2 separate regions of the Hordeum vulgare genome follow, and region 1 is linked to region 2. A link is a contact called in public Hi-C data. All regions are on one chromosome and are shown on one strand. Each heading gives the region's core, a stretch centred on a gene start, on an enhancer-like site or on the middle of the called end of the contact. The rest is flanking DNA. Distances are from core to core; before and after follow the strand shown.

Region 1 (3,460 bases), core at 693-3,192, 35 kb after region 2:
TTAGTTCGTCGTCACAGCCGTAAAAAAAGTCCATGCATGTACACCAAACAGATGTACGTATAGTAAAGCTGGCAATTTGAGCTAACTACACTGGTGTCTAAGCTAGCTTAGTTAGGCAGGCATCTAAAACTTGAAATATCTCGATGGACCGATGCCCTACCAACCGACTGCATGCATGTTCTGCGCGCGACTGCATGCATGGAGGGATACAGTACAAAGCACACATGGACGGCCGGTGCATCTTTGTTGTATGTATGTACTCCCTCCGTTTCTAAAATTTTCTTTAAGATTTTACTAAAAATCCACATACGATTTGTTGTATGTATGCACAAGGCTCTTTCTTCTTCAATCATCGGTCACATAGGGACGGCCTAAGGGCATATTTAAAATCCAAACGGTAAAACTAAGATATGGATAAAAAAAGATATTTTAAAGGTTTATTTTAGCTACGGCCGGACATACTGTAAAGATAAACTGTAGAACTGGGATAAGAGCTCTTTCCTTCAGCCCAGTAGGCGCCGCCCCTTCCCCTAGTCGGGTGCGCCCCATCGCCCGCCTGTTGCGCCCTGCTCCGTTGCCGACCGAGTCATGCTCATTGTCGGCCGCGCAGGGAGGATTCTGGTGGCCAGGCTTAGGTCATGGGAGGCCACGACGAGGTTGAGCTCGTCCTATTCGAACTGGCGGCGACGGGTTCCGGCATCCAACGGCCTTTTAAGGTGTGCGAAGATGAATTCCGACTAGTTTCAGATGGATTTCGACAAATTCTACGGCGGCGTGTTTGATCCGACGAGGTTTGACCGATATACAAGGCATCCTTCGACCTTCCAACCTTCAAATACAAGGGACTCTGATGTGAATTTTTGGTGTGCTTTAAAAACTTTACTGGTTAAAACATTTTTACGATTTTTGTTCCGGACATTCTTTTTGACCAAAATTTTATAATGGTTTGATCATTTTTAATAGATGAACAAGAGAAGCTGTAACAGTGGCCATAGGTAGGAGCTTAAAGCGGACGCATCGACTCTATACAGCACGTAGACATCTGTCCATACACACACCTTTATCAGGTGTCACACGGTGGCTCCGGCCATGCCATGCATTGTTTAAACCCCTATTGAGTGGCCTGTAGCTAGCTTGGGCACATGATCTCGCCATTTTAGATACTACGTACGTCCATCAGCTGATCAATCATCAGAGAGAGAGAGAGGGGGCTGGCGAACGAGTGAGAGAACGTGCATGCACGGACGATCATCATCGTCGACTAAGTAGTGAGTGGGTGGTACTGGTGCATGAGTGTCTCCATGGACCGTGGACGCATGTGTGCGGACGTACGTACTGGTACTATTATACCAGTGAGATGCTTTTGTGTGATTGGTCTTGGAATCTAGCCAGCATTGTTCATCGAGTGATCGGAAGGCTCCCAAGGTCGACGGAAGTTGGAGCCAGATCATGGAGTGAGCGCCGGCCATGCACGATCACATCGCATCCCACATGACGGACGTGGCCATTTCCACACTCGACTTCCTTCGGTTTTCCAACATCTTCCCTGAACTCCGACCAGTAATAATTCGAATTTGAAAACAATGTACATGTATATATACACTGGAGTACAACTTGAGTTGGCCACCGGCTGTTGCACCTAAGCTAGCTGGCGAGGGAGAGGGATATAATGCGCGTGGCCATGCATGCATATGTACCGCGCGCATGCACAGTCGTGATGGTCGATATGAGGAGGAGGAGTACCGGATGACAGTGTGTTTGGCGCAGGATCGACGGACGACGTGTTACCGGTCGACTTATAAATTACCGTCCGTGGCCGGACCCCGGGACGGCCGGGGAAAGCGCACAACGTACGTACAACGTGAATAGGAGTAGATAGATGCTGCGTTCGTTGGATCGCTACAGCAAAACAACAATTATCGGTATCGCTGACAAAGAGGACAGCGAATTGCGTGGAAAGGATGGACACTGTTCCGGCACCTTCCGCGTACCCACGTACTCCTACAAGAGGCCAACTCCAACGGACACCCATAACAGACGTCAGTTTTTGTCCGAGTTGTTTTCCTGAATGCCTTGGTCGTGTGTCTCATGCGCGGATGCGACCGAGTGGTATCCCTATGTATACACTTTTTAGCCATCGAAACTCACTTTTTTACTTAATGATGGACGGCATTTTTGATACATTGGTGTACATAATTCATCAATTCTTTGTTAGGAGACCAAGACTAAAATTACAAAAATCATAATTAGACATTTTAAAGACATTAAACTACCATAACTGCTCCGTAAGTTGGATTAATATTTTTTCTATGTCGTTGTTGTTGATCTATGGCTTTTTTTAGCTTGCACACTTCTTTCTTATTTGATTCTAAAGAAGTAGATGTTTTTTGCATCTAAATTCATCTCTAGCCTCTATTCTATCAATGAGTGCACATGCATCTATTAGATTTTATGTTATCAATAGATCGATGTATTCTTCTTCTCAATACAAAAACTTGCATTCAACCTACACACAAATCTGAGCAAACAATGAAACTACCGAAATTGAGTTGAATCTTGTGAACCACCGAATCAAAATAAGCATTTACCCCACTTTTTTGCACTTGAAGAACACCCATCCGGAATGTTCCGGAGTGATAAAAACGCGACACACGACCTGCAGCAGGTAGCCGTCACACTTTATGAACAACAACGACGAACTAATGAGCCGCTGGGACAACGCCGAGCCCGGACAACGATTAGGTGTGTTCTTGTCGGAAAACCGTCAATGAGATAGATCTGAACGACTAGAGGTGGAGCCAATACCCGCATGCAGAGCAGAGGCATTGTTAGGGTTGTGTGTTTCGATACCCGCCCAATCCATGACAAGGCACAATCACCGACGACCGGATGGGCTAAGTCTTGCCGCCGTAGATCTAGCAGTTGATGGCCTTCTTTTTGTGACGGTGCAATGATCAAGCCGTCCGTATGTTTGTGACGGGTTTGGAACCCTCCGTTATAGATGCTCTAAGCTACAAGGTCTTGTGAAGGACTAGCCTGAATATTATTATTTTTGAACTTAGGCTAGCCTGATTAGTTATGCTCAGTTAGCATGGACTCACTGGAAAATTATTACTACTATTTACCAAACAGAGAAAGCGGTTGGAAGGGGCTAGCTTTGACCGGACAATCGCATCTTCGGAAATCCAGGAAGGATTTGACTTGACGTATCGTGTCTGCTCTTAATTAAGTTTTTTTTTGACGATTGCTCTTAATTAAGTTGACCGTTCGTTCGTTCATGCATGAGCCTGGTGTCGCTGTCCCAGTCGTCGTCCTTCTCTCCAGCAGGAACAACGACTGCTTCAGGAATCATGAATGACATGATATACTTCCTTCATTCCTAAATATATATATTTCTAAAAATTATACTACAGATTACATATGTATGTATATACACGCATTCTATATTATATAGATTAAT
Region 2 (3,327 bases), core at 781-3,280:
CGAACCAATCCGTCGATACAACCGCTGATAAAATAATTGTCACTCGTAGGGTGAAACTGAACGCATGTCACTGCATAATAGACAACAAAGTTGATGTCAGCATCATATGCTGAAGAGCGGCAGGCTGTAAAATGCATTAGCTCAGGTGTGGGAGGGAGGTATTACCATAGTTATTGTGGAAGAAAACCTTGAGAGAACTATTGCATCCGACCCGCCACAATCGAGCAGTTTTATCCATAGAAGCAGAAAGCAAGTCCTGCACAAAACCAAGTGTAGGTAGATGATTAGATGAGCATATAACAACATCTGTAGTAGAGCCTTCGAGTACATGGAAAGGCGCTGTCTGAATTGCCACTCACCCCATTTTTGGACCACGAGAGATCCAAGATGGCATCATCATGCCCATAGAATTCATGCACAGGGACCTGAGACAGCGCAAAGGTCCGGTGAGGAATCACGACGCAGGCCGGATCTGCTTGCCCCTTTGAACTTTTATCCTGTTTGTTCTTGGTCCCTTCGCTGGAGTTGACAGGGGCCAGTTCAGAGTTCTCATTGACAGTGAAGAAGACGCAGGAAGGATCGTCCTCGGCGAAGTCGAGCTCGTCGGGCCTGTCGCCCTCCACCACCCGCCACACCCGCACCACCCCGTCCTCGCCACCGGTGGCCAGGTACTGCCCGTCGGAGCTGAACCTCATGGCCACAATGGCGCCCTTGTGCGCCTTGATCTCTTGGCCCCTGTACACCGCTGACAATTCCTTTGACCGCTTCTTGTGTGGCCTGACCTTGACCCTGTCAAGAACCTTCCTAGAGCAGCTCCGGCAGGAGCTGGAGGAGGTGGAATTGGCCTCGTCCTCGTCCTCGGCGTCGAGGACGCAGGCGCCGATGCCCAGCCTCCGGAGCCACCCGAACCTCCGCCTCCTCCTCCGGCGCCTCGCCCTCGCCGCCGCGGACTTGTCCGGGGTGGAGGGCTCGTCGGAGGAGTCCTCCACGCGGCGCATCAGCTCGCGGATGAACGGGGAGGAGCCGGAGATCCTCTCGAATTCCGCGGCGGTGACCGTCCGGTTGGAGCGGCGCTCCCTGAGGCTCCGGAAGCTGCCGTCCTTGCCCAGCTCGTGGACCACGAAGACCGTGCCGTCGTCCAGGTTCTTGAACACGCACTCCAGGCCCTCCTCGCCGCTTCCGCCAGGCGCCCCCGCCTCCTCCGCCTCCTCCTCCCCGGCCCCGCGCGAGGGACGAGGGGCGGGAGAGGCCGGGTCCGCGGAGCCGGTGTTCCCCAGGACGACGATCTCCTCCTCTGTGGCGCCGGGCCAGGAGCGCGGCTGTGATTCGTGGGCGGGATCCAGGAGGCCGAGGGAGCGGACGAAGCGCTGGCGGCGCTCCTCCACGCTGCTGCAAGGGCCCGTGGCCCAGACCTCGAGCAGGGCCCCGGCGGAGAGCCACCCGTCGCCGTCCTCGCCGTCAAGGCGGCCGGAGCTGGCCGGCGAGGCGACGGAGGACGGCGGCGACACGACCTCCCTCGAGTCGAAGAACTCCTCCTCGACCGCGCGCGCGTCGACCCGCGCCATGGGCACCAAGCGGCCGAGGTGCTACCGCCACCAGCAGCACGCCAGCAAGAAGACAGCTTTAGCGGCGGATCTCGCGGCGCTCGGTCCCGGATCTCGGTGGCCTCCGTCCGTCCGTCCGTCGGCTCGGCTCCGCTCCTTTATGGCGCGCCCACTGCGTGGCGTCCTCTTTCTCTCTGGTGTTGGGGGCGGGCGGGCGGGCGGACGGACGATGCAGTGGTGTGGTACTGCCCCTACCCCGGCCCGGCGCTCGCTCGCTCTGCTATCTCTCGTGGGCTCCGGGTTGGGTGTCAAGCAGGGAACCAACCAACCAACCGTCCACCACACCACACCACACCACGGCAGCCAAGCCAAAAGCGAGTAGAGTATAGAGCGGACGGACGGACGGAGGGGAGGGGAGGGGAGTAGCAATAAAAGGGAGGCCAGAAAGCAGCACAGGAGCGAGGTAGGGGAGGGAGGGAGGGGAGCTTGATCCACTCCCTCGGATCGGTTGGGGTCGGGACTTCATTTCGACGATGACGGACGAATAATCGCCAAAGATAGAGAAATAGTACTATGTAAAAGAAAAGAAAATTTTCTTTTCTTTTTCTTTCTTTTCTCCCAGGAGAGTAATCGTCCGTCCAGTTGGGTTTTCATTTGTGATTATGAGAGACGGTTAGGTGACCCGTCATTGGACTTTTCAATTCAAAACGGGTTTAGAGGCCAAGTATCGTGTTTGTTTCTTTATATCTCTCTCTTTCGAGGTCATAAGTTTAGCTTGGTCTTCGTCGATCCCGCGATGATGACGACGACGACGACGACGATGATGATGCGTCGTGCAAAAAAACGATGTTTTGTAGCGATGGTTTTATTTTTGTGCGGCGTGGACCGGCAAAGACCGGGAAAAAACAATGAAGTCCATCGTCTCCAAGACTACAAGGTTTGCGCTAGTGCATCATTTCATATTTTGCAGCCCCTTATGTCTTGCCGGTCGGTGTCTCCAACACAACAAATACTGAAGACTGAAGTGACGGATGAAAATAAATCGTTGTATTGTTTTCTTTCATTTGCCGAAGAATAATCATCTAATTCGGTTTCTTGGGAAAGTGAGATGGTTGGGTGACCCCCTCAAACTCTTCTATTCAAGACAGGTTTATACGTCAAGCCTCGTGTTTGTTTGTTTCTTTCAGTCGTGACGGGCTAGAAGCTTCGCGTCATTTTCATTGATCCCACGATGATGACGTGTGCAAAAAAATGTTCTGTAGTAACGGTTGAACCATTCAATGAACCGGGGAATAGCGGCAACAATAAAGCCTAACTTTCCAATACTATGAGTATGTGTTAGTGTATATCCGGTGGCGTCTTCTATTTGACCGGCCATCGTATTGACTAAATACAATCATTTCTCCTAAACAAATATTGGAGATGGAGTGACGGCCACAATTTTTTTTTCCCCTTTGGTAGTGATCTAATGGTCTTATATTGTTTTACAGAGGTGACGGGTGAAATTCAAACCCTAGATCGATATCATATAGCTAAAATCCCAAATTATTATTAATCCGTTCATATTGATTATGTTAACTTGTCTAATTTATTCCATGCCACAGGTGAAAGAAAGACAACGGTACCACGGAATCAAGGGAGGGTTCAATCATTTGGAGCGTGCAACCCAGGTAATAGAAGGTTTATTTTCCCCATTTGAATCCCCAGTTTGTATCAATGAGGTAAATTTCTCTAATTTATTGTTGGAGAAACTATGAATTAATGCTATGGATAGAAGTGAAAG

Evidence for each region. Hi-C and Micro-C count contacts between places; a contact is called where the count stands out from the background.
Region 1: a contact with region 2 is called in a Hi-C map of seedling, with 1.5 times the contacts expected there. The contact joins the enhancer-like site here to the promoter of LOC123449932 in region 2. A contact is called at or near these places in 1 of 6 Hi-C or Micro-C datasets (seedling) and 1 of 1 datasets of contacts at active chromatin or transcription factors (embryo).

Annotation. Positions count from the first base shown.
Region 1 is chr4H:599,033,304-599,036,763 of MorexV3_pseudomolecules_assembly, forward strand. No RefSeq gene overlaps it. Among protein-coding and RNA genes, the nearest start is that of LOC123449932, 35 kb to the left of the region's middle. Within about 2 kb of position 1,943, at least 3 of the 3 cell types and tissues checked have open chromatin away from gene starts, as enhancers often do. A contact at or near this core is called in seedling, where this site is marked.
Region 2 is chr4H:598,998,324-599,001,650 of MorexV3_pseudomolecules_assembly, forward strand. It overlaps LOC123449932, which reads right to left and starts at 2,031. Exons shown (of 7, transcript XM_045127302.1): 1 at 360-2,031; 2 at 166-256; 3 at 1-70. The coding sequence starts at 1,565.